2 separate regions of the Sus scrofa genome follow, and region 2 is linked to region 1. Evidence: chromatin contacts called from public HiChIP or PLAC-seq data. All regions are on one chromosome and are shown on one strand. Each heading gives the region's core, a stretch centred on a gene start, on an enhancer-like site or on the middle of the called end of the contact. The rest is flanking DNA. Distances are from core to core; before and after follow the strand shown.

Region 1 (4,977 bases), core at 1,071-3,570:
TGTGCCAGGCTGGGAACTGAACCTGCATTCCAGGGCTCCCAAGATGTCGCCAATCCCATTGCACCACAGCAGGAACTCCATCTGTTAAATGTATTTTTGTTTTTCTTTTTTTGGCCACTGCAAGGCATATAGCGTTCCCAGGCCAGGGAGCAGGTCTGAGCCACAGTTGCAACCTACGCTGCAGCTGTGACAACACTGGATCCTTAACCCGCTGTGCCAGGCTGGGGATCGAACCTTCGTCCCGTTCACCACAGTGGGAATCCTAAATGTATTCATATTCCATTCTAGTTTGTTTAAAGCCCACCAGATAAGTGCTGTGATGTCTGTTTGGTCTTCTAGCACTTCTGAGAGAAGTCCTTTTTGGTTACATTAGACCAAATATGAGGATCTACGAGACTGTAGACCATACGAGAGGGTGGATAATGATCAGATAAACCTGATTAGAAGGGGCATTTTCATGCCCAGGAGGAGTGGAATGTCAGTTAGATAGATAAGGAAAGGTCAGATTTTTTTTTTTTTTAAACCCACACCAAGTTGTAGCCTCTACACAGCTGGATCCTTAACTTGCTGCACCACATGGGAACTTCCCAGATTATGATTAATAAATGTTACTTTAATGTATAGAATGAATAAATATGGCATCTTGAAAACAGACAAGAAACTTGGCCTTTATCCTGACCACAGTGTAAGTAATGGAAAGAGCACAGGCTTTGGAGTCAGACCGAGGAGTTTAACTTCTTAGCCAGATGGGCTCAGGCAAGTTTCTTAACCTTGCTGAGCCTTGATTTTTCTCATCTGTAAAAAGGTGGTAATGCTCTCTCCATGGTGGTGTTTTAGAAGTTAGGGATAATGAATGCAAAGTGCCCTCACATGATAGATGCTTTATCATTGGTTGTAGTTACTGGGCAATGATGAGACACTGCCACTATTTTTGGGCAGGGTAGATACTGGTAGATACTCATTGAATTTATACTATATGGCATACATTGTTTTAAGAACTTTGTGTGTATTTTAATTACAACAGTCCTGTGAGATAGTTATTATCTCCATTTTATGGTTAAGAAACCGAGTCACAGAAAGGTTATATAACCTTTCCAAGGTCACAGAGGATATAGTACATTTACTTGAGTAAGTGTACTCACAGAGGAGGAAAATTTGAAGCCAGTCAGACTACAGAATCTATGCTCTTAACCCCTATTTTATTTATTTATTTATTTATTTTTGTCTTTGCCATTTCTTGGGCCACTCCCGCGGCATGTGGAGATTCCCAGGCTAGGGGTCGAATCGGAGCTATAGCCACCGGCCTACACCAGAGCCACAGCAATGCGGAATCTGAGCCGCGTCTGCAACCTACACCACAGCTCAGGGCAACGCCAGACCCTTAACCCACTGAGCAAGGCCAGGGATCGAACCCGCAACCTCATGGTTCCTAGTCGGATTCGTTAACCACTGCGCCACGATGAGAACTCCTATAATATAACTCTTAACTCAGAAAAAGAATACTTGTTTTTATCCTCTATTTAGGTCAAGCGTAAAAAGGGAATGGATGTCTTAAGCTTCAAGTTCACAAATAAATTGAATTTTCTAGACGTGAGACTTTCTTTTCCTTACACATGCTGTTATCTACTCTAAATATATTGCTTGTTTATGGGATATCATTTATTCTCCCACTCAATGCCACATTATTTTGATTTGGGGATAAATGAGAAGACTGATTTTCCTCAATAACCTAGAGGATTCAGTTTCCTTCTCATTGAAAGCATACACACTAAAAAGTATGAACAAGTCCAAGCATTTATTTTTTCCTAATCAGCCTAAATGCATTTAAACCAAAACAATGAAATTGAGTGTTTACCTCAGATATCCCCTACCATCCCATTCAAGACATTGTAGTCCTGTTTCTAGGATTTCTCTCTCCTTCCCTTCTTGTCTTCCTTTGGGAAAATGCTTTAGGGTAGAAAGCAACAAACTAAATAGCAGTAGGCAAATAAAATCAGCTTTTATTTGCTTCCCCACCCAAAAAGGAAGGAGTAAGAACCCCAGCATCAAAGAGAACTGACGCGCTTAGGCCCTGTCGTTTTAAAAAGCCCTTGTTCCCTAAGCCCCCTTCCCCTAACCCCCCAGCTCTGCAGTAATTCCTCAGAGATCGTACAGTCTCCACTTTAAATATAAATATATATAAAACTTCCCCCTGTCTCTTTTTCCCCTCCTCTCTCTCCTTTTTTTTTTTTTTAATTCCTATAATAAAGTTTCCTATTGGATAAAATCAGCTCCCTGATTTATGCCTGGCTCCGATTGGAAGTTCCCAGGGGCTGACATCACTTAGGAAAGCGAGGGGTAGGGCTGCCAGATCAGTTTGTCACCACCCAGGCTCCCTAGCCTTTGGCTGGGTGCAACTTCCATTTTAGGTGTTGGATCTGAGAGAAAAAAAAAGAGGGAGAGAGAGAAAGAAGAGCAGGAAAGACCCTGAAAGGAGGAAGAGGTGGCGAAAAATCAACTCCCTTGCTGGATTTGTCTTTCTCAGCACGTTGACGAAGGCTTGGGTTTCTTTCTTAGAGGACTGGTTTCTAGAAGTCCACATTTGAGGTGTGTGCCTTTTTAAAAATATGTGTATAGATGGGTGAAGGAGGATAAGCCAAGTCGAATTTTTGTCTTAAGGTAACCGGAGGGAATTTAGAAACAAGAGATTCTGTTACGCTGATGGGTAACTTTTAAGCGGTTATTAATTTTCCTCATTTGGGGAATTTTGGTATTATATTTGAAACAAAGTAAAATATTCAAGAACCAGGAACAAACTTCTGGGTCTCTCTAATATAGGGAGATGAATAGATTCGGAGGGGTGAGGGCAATTCTGTAAATTTGCATTTTGGTGTGTTCTTTTATTTCATATTTTTTTTCTAGGTTAGGCTAACAAACTTCTGTTTTCAGAGCCCAAACCAAAAGTTGGGTTTTTTGGCATGTTGCGTGTGGGTTGGGAAAGGAATTTGTCCGGGTCGGAAGCTAGTTATTCATGTTTTAAAACTTTTTTTTCCCTCCCTTTAATCATTGGATTTGTGAAAGTGGAAAGTTGCAGGGAGTTTTGCAGCTTAAATGGTGGTATTTTTTCCTCTGGAGTTTGAACAGCCCAGATCAGTTTCAGCCCTGCTGTTCCTGGGTGGATCCTTCTTTTACTTTTCCAGGTGCGGTGGGTGGGAGCCTCATTCTCCGGCTAGACTTAGCTCCCTGCTTTGCCTTATAAAAGAAAACAAATGGATCCATGGTAACTGAATCGCCATCTCCTTCCTTCTACAACTACCTTGATGGCAAAGGTTTGTGGAGGTGTAGGTTGAGTTGGCATGTACGATAACCCTTGGTTTCTGTGCTTAAAGGGATAAGGAAATTCTAATCATGCTTTTGCGTTCACCTGAGTAAAGTGGCGATACACATGAAAATATTTTGAGCTTTGTGCTCTCTGAAAGGGCCTTGGATTAAAATAATGATAGGCTAAGACTAAAATACCTATACCAACTTTAGTGTTTAGAAGGCATTTGAGAAAGCAAAAGGGGAATTCTTACTTTTAAACCAAACTGAAAGTTGTTTTTTGGAGGTGAGTTTTTCCTTTGGTTAATTAGCCATGAAATCAGAAATCTGTAAGAGCTGAAGGCTCATGACTGTGCTTTCATATCTTCTATTTAATCTTAAGATTAGTTTTTGTTTTGCAAATACATTCTTTCAAAAATACTGATTCTAGATAATTGTATAGCCAACTCATCAGTAACTGAAAACTGGATGTTTTCTTCCATCTTCTTTGAAAATGAGAATCAGTCTGAAAACTAACTGCAGTAGATACTGCCCTAATTGTAAAAAGATGGGCCTGTGTTAGCTGCTCATTAGCTTTAAACTGGTATGTATGTATAATAATCCTCTGATTTTGTGCCCCTCACCCCTCAATTCTTTTTAGACTAGAATACTTCCTTGGATTTCTTTTCCAGAACAAAAGTGTTTCTTGAAAGATGAGTTCATTCTTACAAGGTTGTGTCTTCAAGGGAAACAGAACTTTGTTTCTCCGTTTAATATAATTTATGCAAGAGCTACAGTAAGATTTTAATGTCTGTATAATTAGGAGTATCTCCTAATTATAGCAAGCGCAGTTACAAAGAAAAAAAGGACAATGTGTACAGTCCATTGGGCTGTAGTTCTTATTTCATTTCCAAATTTTCTTTCAAATGCTCTCTCTGCCTTGACGCCAGCCTAAGGGGGGTGGGGGGGTTCTTGGATCTTTGGAGGATTGGTCATGTTGCTGCCAGAGTGTTGGTTTCCCACTCAACCTTTAGGGGGAGGAATGAGGGAATTTGAAGGAGTACAAAGGCAGTTTGAAAATAGGTTCTGGCTGACTGAATGGTAGTAGTGCTTTGGGTCCAGCTTTAAATACTGGGCTTTGTGTAGCTGCAGTGAGCATTCTAGTTGACTAGCGACCAGGACTATTTCCACGAACTGAGGCATTGTTTTGACTGGGTGTGTACTACTGGAACCTTTTGGATGATAAGATGGAAGAAGACTTGTCTTTTACCTCACCTCTACCTGTTCTTCTAGGAGATATAATAAGGGATGTGAATAAGTAAATCTGTTATTTTTTGTTTGGCTCCTCATTTTGACTTGGGGGTGAAAAATGACGAGTAAGTATGAGTTGTACAGATTTTTCTTTGCTTGTGTGACTCCTATATACTGTTGGTTTCTTTGTTACATGACTAAGGTATGGCCTGTGTTCCAGGTGGGGGTCTCTTTTGGATGCTTAGAGTCCTAGTGCCTTTCCTAGAGTTCCAATTATGGAGAGTCAGGGGGTTAGAACATATTCTTTCAGCTAGGATAAAAATTGGAAACCTTTAAAAAAAAAAAAAGCTTCGAGTAATCGCAATTCAGCGTTAGGTTTATAAGGTAGTTGCTCTCTAGGGATGAGAGATGGGATGGATGTGCAAATACATTAAGCATGGAAATAAC
Region 2 (4,977 bases), core at 1,038-3,537, 140 kb before region 1:
AAAACTCAACAACAACAAATAAAAAGGTCACATTTTTCTGGACCACCAAACAGGTGGAAAACAGTGGTTCTCAACTAGGGGATTCCTTTACCCCCCACCCCCCACCCCAGAGGTCTGACAATGTCTAGAACCATTTTTGGCTGTCACAAACGGAGAAATGGGGACTTGCTGCTGTGGCGCAGTGGGTTAAGAATCCAACTGCAGGAGTTCCTGTCATAGCTCAGCAGAAACGAGTCTGACTAGCATCCACGAGGACGCAGCTTCAGTCCCTGGCCTCCCTCAGTGGGTTAAGGATCCGGCATTGCCACGAGCTGTGGTGTAGCCCGCTGATGCAGCTCGGATCTGGCATGGCTGTGGCTGTGGTGTAGGCTAGGGGCTACAGCTCCGATGTGACCCTTAGCCTGGGAACCTCCATGTGCTGTGAGTGCAGCCCTTAGACCAAAAAAAAAAAAATTATCCAGCCCCAAATGTGAGTACTGACAAGGCTGCAAAATTCTGACGTAAACAAAGGCAGAGAGAAAGGTCCCCCAAGCCAGTTCGTTCACAGTGGGGGAGGGGTCTTCTCACATGTGCACCATCTAAACTTCTCTGCCCCTCCCCAACATACAAACACCCCCTTATCCCTGTTTCTTATCTTTCAGTCCATACGCCAACTCTGTTCACGCCAACAAACTGCATTTTGCACCTTCTGCTTGGAATCTATGACCCTTTCTTCATCTTCTATCCCAAACTAGAAGCATCTCTACTACAAGTCCTAGTTCCAGTATCACTTGTGACTCCTGAGCAAGAATGAACCCCCAGGTTAAACAGAGAAGCTCTGAAATGGTCAGTTTCCCAGCTTCACTAGAACTGGAAGCCCTTGGACTTGATCTGTTTTATATGAGTTCTGTTCAGACTTTCCCAAAGCCTGGGAATGTTGAAACCCAAGCTAGGACACACGCCTCTGTCCTGAGGTCTGTTAGGAAATCATCTGACTCAGAAGAATAGAAAACGAAAGTAGAAGAACCAGTGAAGGAACCTGTGGGTTGGAGCTCCACCAACCAGGGCTCCAGTCCAAGGTCCCTCCCTCGATCTCTATGGGGTGACCCAGGAGAGCCAAGTTATTCTCTCCAAGCCTCAGCTTCCTTATCTGGAAAATGGGGATATATGACTTAGCTCACAGGGATGCTGTGGGAATGAGCTGGAATAACTAATGTAAGCTGCCTGGCACTCATTTAACAGTGCCAGTGCAATAAATACTGGCTCCTCATTCTTTCCCATTTGGCTGGAAAGACCCTCTGGCCCATTTTGCTGCCAATCTCCAGATTTCAGTCCCTCTGTGCTGAGCCTGCTTTGAATGCCCTATCTGAGATCTTCTCAGAGGCTCAATCACCCACCTCAAGCCTGCCCCCTGCTCTGTACATAGGAGGGGAATTTCCAGGAGACTCAAAGCTTGAGGGGGTATCAGACCCACCTCACCAGAACTGCTCTAACCTTCTCAAACTGTCTCCAATCCCAGCCACAACCTGGGTTTTTCCCACTCATGGGGGAAACTGTCCCCTCTCCATCCTTCCAGAGGTCACTTCAAATGGCATCCCTGGTTGGAATGAAAGCTCAGTGAGGGCAGGATTTTGGTTCATCTCTGCCTCCAAAACAGGAGCCAGCACAGAGGAGGTTCAATAACATTTGCAGAACAAATAAACACACCGTCACCTACCCCAGGACATCGCCCTAGCATCTTTTCTTTCCCAGAACAGTCTGAGAACTTTGCTCCTGCCTCCTATTCAGCATCTCATACTTCTCGGGACTCTAACGTAGGTACCAAATTATAGGGCAGGCCATGGGCTACGCCAGGACAAGAACCTTGTCCTGGTTATCTCTGCTCAAAACGCACCCGCCACCACCTCCAGCTGAGGGCCTGTCTCCAAGAAGAAGCCAACGAAGCCTCCCCGCACCTGAGACGCACGCAATTGTTATCACAAGTTTCTGGGAGAAGAAATGAAACTGAAACCAATGGGGGGGGGGGCTCATTCCCATCCCCAGCACAGCTCAGGGAGCCAGCGACACCCCCGCTCGATATGCCCTCACCCCCCCAAACTCCAGCTCTGGCCCCTCTCGAAGATCCCTCTTCCTCTGGGGTGGGAGCGGAGATGGCAGGGATTCAGCCATCCCTGGTACCCAGACAAACAAACGCGCTCGCACTGCTAAGGGAGGGATGCAGGGAAGAGGGACTAGCAAGGCGAGGGGAGCCTTGAGAAAGGGTCATTCTACACGCGGTTACCTTTGCCACCCGCTTGCTCGCCGTCATCTCGGGACCAGTGTGGGCTCTGTCGGACTCCAGCGAGACTGTGCACCGGCCGGCGGACTCGGCGCTCCCCGCCCCGGGGACCCCACCTCCGGGAGCCCCGCCCACGCTCCTCTCCACCCGCGGGGACTCCGGGCTGGGCGGCCCTGCTTCCCACCGCCTCGGCAGAGCCTAGGAGGCCACGGAGGGGAGGACCCGCCCCGTCCCCGGCGCGGTGGGCTCGGATCCCCGGAACTCTAGCTCTTTTGTCGGCAGACAAGGCGGGCCTGGGAGCGCGCGGCGTTCCGGTTCCCGGCATACCACTGGGGGGCGCCGTGCACCCGGCCGCGAGTGCTCCCGGGCCGGGGTCCGCCCATCCGGGTTCTAATTTCAGCTCCTCCGCCGGAGGCCAAGCCGGGGTCTCCATCAGCTCCGTTAGCCCAGTCGCCGCAGCCGCCCCGAACACACACTCGCCCTAAGAAAATACAGGATGCGTGCTATGCAAACGCAGCTCCGCGACAGGTTGCTCGGGGGCCTCCACCGTCTGACCGCCGCCCTAAGCCTCTCGCGAATTCCAGGAGCCCCCCTGTGCAAACCACTTCCCCAAACCACTCTGGGCCCAATGCTCCATCTCTAAAAATTGGTGGGAGACGGCGTGGACTATAGCCTTTTCAAGGACCCCTCCCCTGGAGGCTTGTGTTCCTTTGTGCTGCCCAGCATTCGGCGGCGGAACTGCAAAGATGTTCCTCCCAAGTGACCGCTTGGTGAAAAGCACCGCAAGGGGGCGCTGTTGGACCCATTCACTTGCTTTAGGGCTTTGGTAGGTTTAATGTTTAAGTGCCTGCTCTGTGGAGGTTTGGGAGACAGTTGGGTAGTGGGGACCCCAAGATGGACTTCAGAGGCTTCCATTATTTTACCATCAGTCCACTACAAATTGCGGGCCTACTGTGTGCCCCAGTACACAACCAAGAGTCTCCACCCCTCTGTGTAAGGGCAGAAACACTTTCCCCTGGAGGAAGCTGAGGCCGCCTAGGAATAGCAGCCCCTGAGCCCTAGCAGCATCTGGAGAAGAATCTCTGGTAATAAGGAGACTCTGGGGAAACTGAACCCATCTTCCCCATCCCTTTCAATCCAGACGAAGGAAATCAGAAAATATTTTGTGCAGGTATTTTGAGTTTTGAGCACAGTTTAGGAAGTTTGTTTTGTTTTTGTTTTTTTGCTTTTTTAGAGCCGCACCCACGGCATATGAGGTCGAAGCTATCAAATGGACTACAGGGCGTGGGGGGTCGTGGGTAGTGGGGGACGTCGCTAGGCCAGGGGGTTCGACCCGCCGCCGTGGAAGGACCGCGGCGGAGCGTGGGGGCAGAGCGGCTCGGATCCGCGTTGCTGGGCTGCGTAGGCGTGGCTACAGCTCCGATTCACCCTAGCCTGGAACTCATATGCCGAAAAAAAAAAAAAAAAAAAAAAAAAAAAAAAAAAAAAAAAAAAAAAAAAAAAAAAACCTACAGTTGCTGGCCTAAGCCACACCCACAGCCACACCAGATCCAAGCCGTGTATGCAACCTGCACCACAGCTCTCGGCAACACCACATCCTTAACCCACTGAGCAAGGCCAGGATCAAACCTGTGTCGTCATGGATACTGGTCAGATTTGTTTCTGCTGAGCCAGGAGGGGAACTCCATCTCCTTCAGGTTTTAAGCTAAGCGCCTTGGAACCAAACTATTTCTCCTCTCAGATGTGGGATGTATTTGCAGAAAGATTAATTCTGTTTAATTCAATTCAATGAGCTTTAATGGGCATCTTCTATATGCCAGAAATGAATAGAACACTATCCACAATCCCATAAGGTAGGGAGAAAAAAAAAAAGGTAGATAGAGATGAAGGAACGGAGGCATTTGAACCCACCTCTAGTCATTCATCTCAGTTAATAAACATTTACTACTGAGTGCCAGGAACTGACTCTAGAAAACACCAGCATAAGGAGATGGGGTCCTTGGAGTTCCCAATGTGGCTCAGCGAATTAAGAACCCAACTGGTATCCACGAGGACACGGGTTTGATCCCTGGCTTCTCGCAGTAGGTTAAGGATCCGGCATTGCCGTGAGCTGTGGTGTAGGTCAGAGGTGAGGTACATATCTGGCATTGCTGTGGCTGTGGCTTAGGCCCACAGCTGTAGCTCCAATTGAACCCTTAGCCTGGGAACTCCCACAGGCTGCAGGTGCAGCCCTAGAAAGAAAATGTGGGGTCCTTTCACTTGAGAAAGCTCTCGAAATGTCAGGACAGAGAGAAAGAATGAAGCCCCTCCATGCATTTTTAATGCAGAGTAGTAAGCTTTAGGCTAGAGGCAGTCAACTGATTGCGTGGGAGCCTGGAAGGGGGGGGTCACTTGATCCAGCCTTAGAGAGGGGCAGAGACTTCCTGAAAGAGGTGTGTTGATCCAGGTGAATTGCAAGGCATGCTCAGTTAGCTAGAGTAAGAATTTGGGATGAGGATGTTCCAAGAAGAGAGAACAGCATGAATGAAGGTGCCGTGGCTGTGAAGATGAAAACTGAAAGAGGTTCCATAACATGGAGCAAAGTCTGCCCATCACTCTGGGGTTCTCCTTCCTTTCTCTCACAGAAAGACTCTGTCCCCGAAGTGAATTCGGGGTCTTGGATTTAGCCCAGGCTCCCCATCCTGGGATGGAGCTGAAACCCCCAGGCAGTAGAAAGACCC

Evidence for each region. HiChIP or PLAC-seq counts read pairs in DNA pulled down with a chosen protein or histone mark.
Region 2: an H3K27ac HiChIP or PLAC-seq map of alveolar macrophages shows a contact between it and region 1. The contact joins the promoter of UBE2L6 here to the promoter of CTNND1 in region 1. A contact is called at or near these places in 1 of 5 promoter capture datasets (fetal liver), 1 of 47 Hi-C or Micro-C datasets (embryonic fibroblasts) and 1 of 2 datasets of contacts at active chromatin or transcription factors (alveolar macrophages).

The regions. Positions count from the first base shown.
Region 1 is chr2:13,206,594-13,211,570 of Sscrofa11.1, reverse strand. It overlaps CTNND1 (catenin delta-1), which reads left to right and starts at 2,320. Exons shown (of 17, transcript XM_021083025.1): 1 at 2,320-2,586.
Region 2 is chr2:13,351,398-13,356,374 of Sscrofa11.1, reverse strand. It overlaps UBE2L6 (ubiquitin conjugating enzyme E2 L6), which reads right to left and starts at 2,287. Exons shown (of 4, transcript NM_001246215.1): 1 at 2,261-2,287. The coding sequence starts at 2,287.